2 separate regions of the Gasterosteus aculeatus genome follow, and region 1 is linked to region 2. The links are chromatin contacts, called in public Hi-C maps. All regions are on one chromosome and are shown on one strand. Each heading gives the region's core, a stretch centred on a gene start, on an enhancer-like site or on the middle of the called end of the contact. The rest is flanking DNA. Distances are from core to core; before and after follow the strand shown. Region 1 has its middle 9.4 kb from the start of six3a. Region 2 holds the start of ppm1ba (protein phosphatase, Mg2+/Mn2+ dependent, 1Ba).

The links. Hi-C and Micro-C count contacts between places; a contact is called where the count stands out from the background.
Region 1: a Hi-C map of skeletal muscle shows a contact between it and region 2, with 8 times the contacts expected there. The contact joins the enhancer-like site here to the promoter of ppm1ba in region 2. A contact is called at or near these places in 2 of 6 Hi-C or Micro-C datasets (both in skeletal muscle).

What each region holds. Positions count from the first base shown.
Region 1 is chr6:16,394,880-16,399,964 of fGasAcu3.hap1.1, forward strand. No RefSeq gene overlaps it. Among protein-coding and RNA genes, the nearest start is that of six3a, 9.4 kb to the left of the region's middle. Within about 2 kb of position 2,157, at least 3 of the 9 cell types and tissues checked have open chromatin away from gene starts, as enhancers often do.
Region 2 is chr6:16,219,630-16,224,587 of fGasAcu3.hap1.1, forward strand. It overlaps ppm1ba (protein phosphatase, Mg2+/Mn2+ dependent, 1Ba), which reads left to right and starts at 2,280. Exons shown (of 6, transcript XM_040179115.2): 1 at 2,280-2,690.

The DNA of each region.
Region 1 (5,085 bases), core at 907-3,406, 180 kb after region 2:
TTCCCTCCTCTTCGCTTCCTGAACTTGTTTGGCTTTTATTCGTCAAACGTACGGACGGTTTGTTTGCAGTCAAAGTGATTTAAAGTTTAAGAGATCTGAGATCTGAGATCACACGTAAATGCTCTGAGATTAAACACACACGCCGGTGAGAAATACTCGCGCTGCCCTGTTTTTCCTCGGATTTCACCGGTTAACTGAACACAACTTTCCCATTGGTGTGTATTCATGCAGCACCCAAAGAACACCGCTTCTCCTACGGATGTCGCTGCGGGAATGAGCGGGGGGGCCTTTGGACTAAACTTTCTGCTCCCCCCCTCCAAGGTAAGACGCGGGGCTGCAGCGTTCCTCCTGACTTCATTCACAATAAAGAACCATTTGAGAGGATTTGGTTTCCGTTATATTAAAGGGGCAAGAGCCGGAAGACACACCATTCAACTCTATCAACTTACCTTATGCAGATAGTGACGCGTGGATCGGGTCAGCCTGTCGAAACGTTTCGGGAGGTGTGACATTTAGCCATTTCCATTCTGATCGTGTGCGTATTTTGCGCGTTTTTACCCACGCATTCGCCATGCACCTGCTGCCTGTCGTCAACTGATCACCCCCCCTCCCCCTTCCGCTCCCTCCCAACACACACACACACACACACCCACACACACACGCTGACACAAAGAAGCGTTTGAAATATGTCTTTAAATCGTAATTTCGGGGGGCAAAGATACAGGATCAGTAGTGTATGGGTTTCCTATATCATATCACTGTCTCTCTGTCAGGTTGGGAGGTGAGTGTGTGTGTGTGTGTGTGTGTGTGTGTGTGTGTGTGTTGGGAGGGGTGTCAAGAAATACTTCAGTCTAATGCTTATTAGTGTGGACTGCCATTGCACAAGCCTCATCTTTTTAAAACAAGCATAACATGAAAGCAACCCAACTCTGGCTTACTCAAGCGATCATGACCCCCCCCCCCCCCCCTCTCTCGAGCGCGCACACGTGCACGCGTATAGCCTTACCCGGGCAGCACATATGGAGGTTGTGTGTGTGTGTGTGTGTTGGGTGGGGGGTGGGGGGGCGCGCTTGGTGCAGGCTGTGATCTCTCGCCTTGTGCACACCGAGTGGACAGAGGGGCTGAGCAGCTTAAATAGAGCCGCAGCACCTGTGCTTTCTGCCGCCGTTCTCAGGCCTCCTTAGCATGGCACGGCACAGTACAGCACTGATGTGTGCACTGAGAACCGCAGCGCAAACACGCAGACGTTACACACCATGTGCCAGAACATAAAAGCGAAGGGTGTGGGAGTTTGTCCTCAGAATTAAGCTACAATAAATAATTACTATGACCCCCCCCCCCCCCCCCCCCCCCCACACTCCCCAGACGCGGAACCCCCGTTTCAATCTGTGTTGTGGTTGAAGAATATAATTAACAAACAAACACAATAACAAATCGTTTATTGGTATGAGGTGAACAAATGAATAGAATGTATTTTTCTTTTTAAAAAGAAGACGTATAAGTCTGAAAACAAGTAACTTTCGCCCTTAAGAAACAAAATCAGAAGTGCATCCTTTTCTCTCTCGGACTTGGTGCACTCTGGTGACCCCCCCATCCCTCCTCCCCCCTTGACTCCCCCCTTTCCTTCCATGAATTGGGGATTGTTCCGTGCACTGGTGCTGGAGGTTATTGTCTGTCAGCTGGAGCTGCTGTCTGAAGCTGGACACGGACACCCGGTTCCGCTCCCACAAACACACTCCTCTTTCCATCGGTGACCGTTTGGATTTCAGGAGAGAACCACAATCCGTCCAGAAAGGGTCCGGGACAACCAACAACGCCAATCACACCAAAGGCCTTTTGTGTTCTAGACTTACAGAGACGGATGGATGGATGTAATATATTTTACACACATAAATCAAATAAATAGGTGCTCTTTTTAATTGTAAACCGAAGAGAGGCCCACTGAGAAGTAATCTGAAATAATATTGTTACATAACGGCTAACTGGTGTCCTGCATATTTCGGAGGGAATAATCCTCATTGTATCACAGTTGGACCTAATGAGGCCATTTGTCGTAAATGTGAAAAATATGACATTTTCAGCCAAATAGAGATTTTATCTGCAAATAATATCCTTTATGCCCTTTACAGCTTCATATACACATACTGTTGAACTATGCATTGCACCACATCAGTTTAGCATAATGCGTGACAGGTCCGTAAGAGAGAAAAAGGCCCAGCTTTAATAAATCCTGCACGGCGACACGCCTCCTTTTTGTGCCCATGCACTTAACAAAAGGTCGGGGATTGACTGAGGCCTGGATGTCCTTATCAATTTAACCTCCATTTACAAAGCTATAGGATGGATTACACCGGCGTGCCGAGCTCACCGACCAGCCCCGGCCAGAGGCCGCTGGAGCCCGAGCGGATCGGCGCCAAACGTGCTCCTCGACTGCCATCTAGAGGCCGGTGGAAGAAACGCGATCGCACGTTCCGTACGGTGAGCGAGACGCAGGGAGGACCAGCTGGGACGCGTGTGTCCGCTCCTCCTCGTGCTCCAGTTAACGTCAACGTGAGCGCGAGGGACCACTACGCACACACACGCGCACACGCACGCTGTACAGGGGCGTGCGTTCATTAAAGTTTCATTGCGTGAAAGTCAAATGATGTCGGAACACGGGTTACTTTTTCAAAGGTGATGCCCAGTTTAACTGAGGAGCCGAGTGACGGACCGGTGTGTGTGTGTGTGTGTGTGTGCGTGTGCGTGTGCGTGTGTGTGTGTGGTGAGGAGGAGGAGGAGGTATGATGGTGTCCGCTGAAGCGCGGCCTTTTAACTCCCCTATTATGGAGAGCCTGGACTGGGATGGGGGGGGGGCAGCAGAGAAGGTTTCCCTGTAAGTGGACAGTAAAACGCTCGCGGCTTCCATCCGCCATTAAATGTTTGCAGGAGGCGCGTGTGTCGGCATGTTACATGCCATGAGCGGTATCTGTCTCATTTCACTCGGATGTCCTAAAACGGTTTCTGCCTGCTTTCAGGTCGAGTGTGCAAGCAAACTTTATCTTGGGTCGCCGGGTCGGTTCACAGTGGCAGCAGCTCAGTGGCGGGATGGAGATACATCCGACCCCCACCGACTTATTGGCTAATAGAGCCTGGAGGTAAAACAGAATGATCTGTGCATTCCTTCTGAAAACGTCTTCGTAAAGGGCCCATAGAGCGTCTGATGAGTACATGTTTGATATATGTACATACTGTATATAGATAAACAGTACTGTTCGGTCACATTGCCACATTGTCATACGCAGTCTCCTCCTTTGGAATGCTCCATTGTCCACCTCCCTCCTCACACACTCAGCTGCCGATGTCCAACTGAAAGGTTTTGCTTGTCACAGCCGCTCTCGGATGGAGATTAACCATCTGGAAAAAAAATGACATTCCGGCCTCGAATTCACGCTTCGTAATTCGCTGTCTGAGAGAGCATCTTCTCGAGAGGCACCGCGCTGATTAATAACCCCGGCTCAAGGCTCCGGAGGCCCCTCGGCCCGAAGCGCGCTGTTTTTGTGCGACCGCTTTTTCTATTTTTAATAGGATCCTGTACAAGAGTCGATTTGTAGAGACTCTTTGAAGCGCTTCTTTAAAAACAGCCCCCTGTCCCGAGGTGGCCTCTGAAACACATAAATCATTGAAGCAGGCCCCGGCCTTCTCCTCTGCGCCTCCTTCGCTCCGTCCAGCTCAGCGAGCACCAGCAGCTGCACGGCTCCCGTAAGAGAGACGGGGAACACGGCCCGAGTTGTCCCGAGCTCCGAGACCCGATGTACGACCGTGTCGGAGCACTTTCAGGTCCAAACGTGGCGTGTTCCTCACAAGTTCACACCGTTGCTGAAGTGCAGGTGTCGACGTTGAGCGCAGGAATGTCCTGAAGCTCCCAGGAGAGGTGATTCATCCTGGTGGTAAATGTGATCGCAGAGACACATCCAAGGACAGACACTCGTCTCACCAATATCAGCAACAATGGCGGAAATTATCACAGCAATGTAAAGTATTTCAATTGAATACAATGATCATCTAAATGAAACCTTCTTTTAGATGTTAGTTGTAACAATGTGCGGTTGATAATCCAACATCAGCCTTTTGGCTTTCTTCTGCACACACACACACACACACACACACACAGCGGAGGCGGAGAGCTCTGTAAACGGTCAATTGGCTTAACTCAGTGGTGTCTGTTGTCAGTGTGACGATGTCAGTGGGCGATGTGCAAATGTGCACTCTTTTGATTTCCCTCATGTAATCCTCTCCAGAGGCCCGGTGGCCTGCACCCCCGAGGGGGGGGGGGCACAGTGTTTGTTCTGGGATTAGGATATCACTTCCTTGAGCTCATTCTTTCATATGTCACGCGCATGCAGAGAGTATACACTGTATATATGTGTGTGTGCCTGTGTGTGTGTGTTTGGGGGGGGTGTATGAATGCACAAACAGGAACATACTCTCGCATTCACACAGTCCCAGCATGCAGCTGTGTTACACTGCCACCTAGTGATCCACAACTACTCGTATGTACTTAGAAGCATGTTTTCGCCCAGAATATCGAGTAAATTGTACAATAAGTAGCAAGTGTATCCAGAAGATTTAGGGTCACTGACACACATCGCCCCCCTCTCTTTGCCTATGCCTCTCATTGTGTAGCAGCTGCCACTGCTGTGGGTGAGAAAGGAAATGACAGACGAGAGGATTCCACAGCTTGGAAACCAGTCTTGTGTAAGGAAGAAGGAGAAGGGATGCAAATGAGGAGCCAAATGAAACAGGAACGTGGGTTTATCAAACGTTTAGGACTGCTGAACTGATGTTATGTCACCCAGTAATGTTTCATCTCAGCATATCAGCGTCCCTCTGTCATCACCGTGTCTATGTACAAGATTGTCTTACATGTTTTTATGTGCATATCCTGTAGTATTAGACGTTTTGTGGCCTTTTCCTCACACGTGCAGTTACACAATCTGACCACCAGGTGGAAGCAGCGTTCACCTCAAACAGGGTTTTCAGCCTCTTTTTCAGTCTCTCTGCTCAGAACTCCTCTGTTTTCCCCCTAAATCATGGAGAAAATCCAAC
Region 2 (4,958 bases), core at 1,030-3,529:
TGTGTGAGATGTATTCATAGTGTGACATATGCTTCAAGAATACATGTGTCAGCAAGTCTTGGCCATGCATGTCAATGAAATATGTCCACGCATAGCCCACTAAGTGTGGACGTGCACCGTTCTTTGTGCGCGTGCTCGTGTGTGTGTGAATTTGTACATCGAGCACAAGCCCTGTGTGTCATAGTAATCCGGGTTGGGCAGCTGCGCTCATTTGAATTCATCCCCGAGGCACTTCTGGGCCGTCTTGCTGATTAGGGATCAGAGACAGAGAGAGAGAAAGAGAGAGAGAGAGAGAGAATTGAAAACAAAAAAGAGAGGTCCTCTCTTATTAAGTACACAGTGTGTTAATGACTGTAATCCCATTAAGCAGGGGCACCGTTTGCCCCCTCACATAACGTGCTTTAATGGGCCAACATGTATGCAAGTGGTTGTGGCATATGTTCTCTTTTTCTCTCTCACGCACAAAGCATGAACACTCCATACATTTAACCAGGGAATGAAGTTGATTTTCCCTCACAAACGTCTGATAAAGCACCGATGTAACATTCCGTGCTTTGAAGGAGGCTTGAAGAGATGGCTTATTAAAATGAGATGTAAATCAAATGAGTGTTGTGTATCTTCAGGCACAATTTGCCAACAATTATTGTTTTGACCCGGCTCCTCAGTTGACAAAAGAAACCTGCTCCCTCCGAGGAGCAGGAAATCAGCTTTTCAAGTGCTCTCGTGTTTGAAGAGTGGAGGGCAAGGCAAGGCGTGATTGCTGCACTCTGCAGAGAGGATCCGACATGGGGTGATTTCACACAGGCGGAGAAAAAGCGGTGGAGGCACTTAACTCAGTGTTTACTCTGCTAACTTGTGCTGATCTGCAGAGAAAAATAACCATAAAGAAACCTTTCTTTTCTATGTTAAGCAGCTGATAACAATGCAATTCAACATTACAGCATGCAGTCCCCTTCAACACAAATTGTGTGTGTTTCTCCCCATTTATATAATGTAAGAGGCAAAATAAACAAGGGCCTGGTGAAGGAGTGGTTAACCCATCAGTAAATGAATCCATCATCATGAACACATGAATATGCATATGCTGAGGTGTCAATATGTAGAAAAAAAGGGTACACGAGAGTCTGTTTAAAAACTATAGGACACCTGCATTTAATGCAGTGGACAAGCTGCAGTCACAGTACTGTTGCCCGGGACTGAAGCCAAGAATGAACAATTCATTATCAGTGAAGTCTACAGAGACCTTAGAGAAGCAAGAATTATAAAGCAATGTACTGTGAATATAATGCACTCTTGCTTTGCACACCTTTTTGTAACCTTTATAATCTTTCCCAGGAGGTTTGCAAAGCCAATAGTTTATGCCTCTTGTACCGTACAGATTGCTGAAGACTTCTAATTGGGTTAATGATTCCATTAAAAATATTAGCCTAAATATTATTTTGGGTCAAACTAAAACTTCAGTAGGCCTGCCCCCTTGCTGAGAGATTATTTAGAATATCTGGCTGAGCAGGATACATTAAGGCTCACATTTATAGAGACATGGTACATCTAAACAAAACATATTTAACTCCCAGAGCTTCAGATATTTGAAATACCAAAAAATTAGTCCAAATGGCGCCAGCAGAACATGACCTAATTAAGACATTTTTATAGCCATCATCATAATTTTGTAGATTTTTTGTGCTTTCAAACGGACAGCTTTATTAAGCTTAGTGAAAAACAAGGCTACTGCGATGCTAGCAGCTCTGGATGCACTCATACTTTCAGCTCAATGCTGAGTGAGACATTTTAGGTAAACAAAAAGGTTATAATTAATTAATTAAATTAACTTGAAACACACTTTGAAAGGATTACAGGTAATAACTGAGGTAATTAACCAAGTTAACCTAGGTTAATTTTCTCATATGCTAGAATCCTAGTTAAAGGCACTTCTTGTTGGCTTCACTTTTTAGAAACAGAGGCGGCCGCCTGGTCGTTTCATGGTGTTTTAATGGATTCACAGATAATTTATTGTAATTATGCCTTCATGCCTAACTAATTTAAGGACACGTCAAGCCCAGCCTCTCACAAGTAAAAAATCTTCCCTTAGGGTTACTGGTTTGAGACCTTCAACTGAAGCCGAAGTTTACGTAACAATCGAGCGTTTTGAACTTCTGTTAGCGCGACTCCATGTTTATACAGCTCGGGTTTACACATGTCTGACTGACTCATTTCTTGACCAATCGTGTCTCAACTTTGAATCAGCTTTCGTCCAATCACAGAAGAGAGCGAAACGATTGCCACACCTCCTAACTGCATGTTGAAAAAGAACGTCATCTGCCTCATACATTTAGCTTTAGCCAAAATTAGCTAGCCGTTCAAACCATAGACATATCCTGCCGAAACGAGTGTTTTATTTCCATTTCAACCAGCAGCCTACGTAGCGGTTATTTATTTGAGGTTCCCCGTGTTTACTGTGCCAAACATGTATATAAAGGCGTTGTTCCGATGCAGAGACATGCTGAAAGCAGAACTGATCGTGTGATATGCTGGCTAGCTTGATCAAAGCTAGCTGAGGAACCGGGGGGCCGAGAAGAGAAAGTGGCTAACATTAACGAGAGATGAGCCTTTGATAAGAAGCCCGGGTAAACACACGCGCCACTGAAGCCACAACAACAAGAAGGACTAGTACGTAGTTATTTCCCTACGAAGTAAGTAACGTCTCTAGTTAACGTCTCCTACTAACATTGGCTAGTAACCCGCTAGCGTCCGGGCACTTTGACAACTGGGAACTTCGCTAGCTGGTTAGCATAACAAGTAGCCTCCTTTTCGGCTGGGGGCCACGGACTGTCAACCAACGCGTTGGTTCAGTGAGATACAAGGTTAACTGTTATGTTATCGTGATGAATCATCGTGGCGATTGTGATTTATCAGCCATGATTAAGTGATTAAGACGCCGGGGTCCTATTTCGTGAAGTGATTGACGTTCATTGTTGCTTGCGATTTCGCTTCGCTATTGGCAAATGCATCATCAAGTGGTTTAAATGTCAAACCGGCTTATTTTTGTAAATGCGCCACGTTTCGTAAACCACTTATATCTCAGTGTTATGATAACATCTTCGCGATTGCGACTGAAGACGTCACTGTTTTCATCATTTAGAAATGGCCCAGTGGTGAATAACTGCCTTTTTTTGTTTCAAGTTGCCCCATTGAAAGGAATTGAGGTGCTTCTTGATACAGATAAGGACCAAGAGCACAATTGATTTTACACCATCTCATCCCTAAATTCTGAAACGCTCACATGGATATTAATTTACTGTCAATGTGCACAGTAAAGCTTCTGACTAAAAGCTGAAGTTTACCACATGCTGTGTATTCCCATCATGTGTATTCCCGGTGAAACACCAGTGCAGGAATTCACTCAATAACTTGCTCGGTTGTGGATCGTTTTATTGGGTTGTGTGCTCGGTTTGTGTTGCAGAAATGGCAGCATCCTCAGTGGCATGTTTGTGTTGGCACCTCGATGTGAACTCTTGCACTAGTCCTGCTGTTTTAGTCCGGGACTCCCAATGGCTCGGCCAGAGACATTTATCCATACAACTCGGGTCGTGTGTAGATCCACTCGCTTAGGATGCAGACGGTGTTAATTAACCAGCTTGAAATAACTCAAAGATGAATTGGTACAGTGCCAAGCGGTGCAGATGGGTGGGTTGTGATGTGTGCATGTGTCGGGGACGAAAAAAGAGCTGAGTGGCTGATTCATTTTCTATATTAGAGGTAGACGGCATAAATACAGATCTAGCTATATGTTTTAATCCACACGTTTTTAAGGTGACATGAGAAGGCAATATCACCTTTTCTGTTGTCCTGTTCACTTTATGATCACCCTCCCCCCTCCGAAGGGTCATTCACCCCCCATAAGGACATTTGGTATCTAAGATAAACACGCATGATGTTTGACTCTTATCTGTGATGTCAGACTGTAAAAACACTGTGATTGGGACCAGATTTTCCGAGGCTTCGGACATTTTGTTTGTCTGTTGTAATATTCGCATATTGCATGCAGAAGAAAGCAGTGTGTACATGTTAAATCTTGAGCAAATGCATCAGATGCCATTCGTTCACACTCCGAGTCGAATGAAAGGCCGTCCGTGTGTCTGTAGAGAGAGCAGGTACTTGCACACGTCTTCTTGCTACAGAGAAACCACTGACATTGTAGTAAACTATGACACACTTCCTCTATGACAGACTCCTGTGGTCCCCGACGCCACAGCGCTGAAGATGACTTTGGGCTGTGTGTTCAGAGAGCACTTGTTACTGGAGTTTGTCTTCTGGTGCGACTTTAAAGAGGAGTCATCAAAGAGGGGACTGAAAAGTCCTTCTAGCCCGATTCCATTTTAGATACACCTTTTATCATAACAGGGCATTTCCAGATACTCAGATTTTTTTCTTCTCCCCTCTTTCAAATGTGACCTGACCTGACATGGCCTAACGGGTCTAAGCAAAGCCTTCGATGAAGTCCTTATTGTGACTTACTGATTTACAGCAGTTGTTTGGTCAACATATTACTGGAAGTGTCTGTGCTTAGTATCAGTTCAAGATATTAATCTGAATCAGAGAAATATTCAGTGTTTAGGGGCGAACAACCCACTTTGTAATAACATGCATTCCCTCAGTTTGAATATGATCGCGATCCGCCAAAGAGTCCTACCTGGGTGGTGTGTGTTTTTTGAAATCATTCACTTATTTGCTCATTTGCTGTTTGCCACCACATGGTTATTTTCAATAGGATGATAAAGTTTGTCAGATCATGAAACCAATATTTGTGGCATGATTTCAGTCCACTGCATCAGGTAGAACAATTCGCCCCAGATATACAGGCAACAGTAATACATAGTCAATGTTTTTTAAACACAGCGCTGGTCGGGGAACAAATCAGCCCCCCCCCCCCCCCCCCCGATATTTAAGGGTGTGGAAGG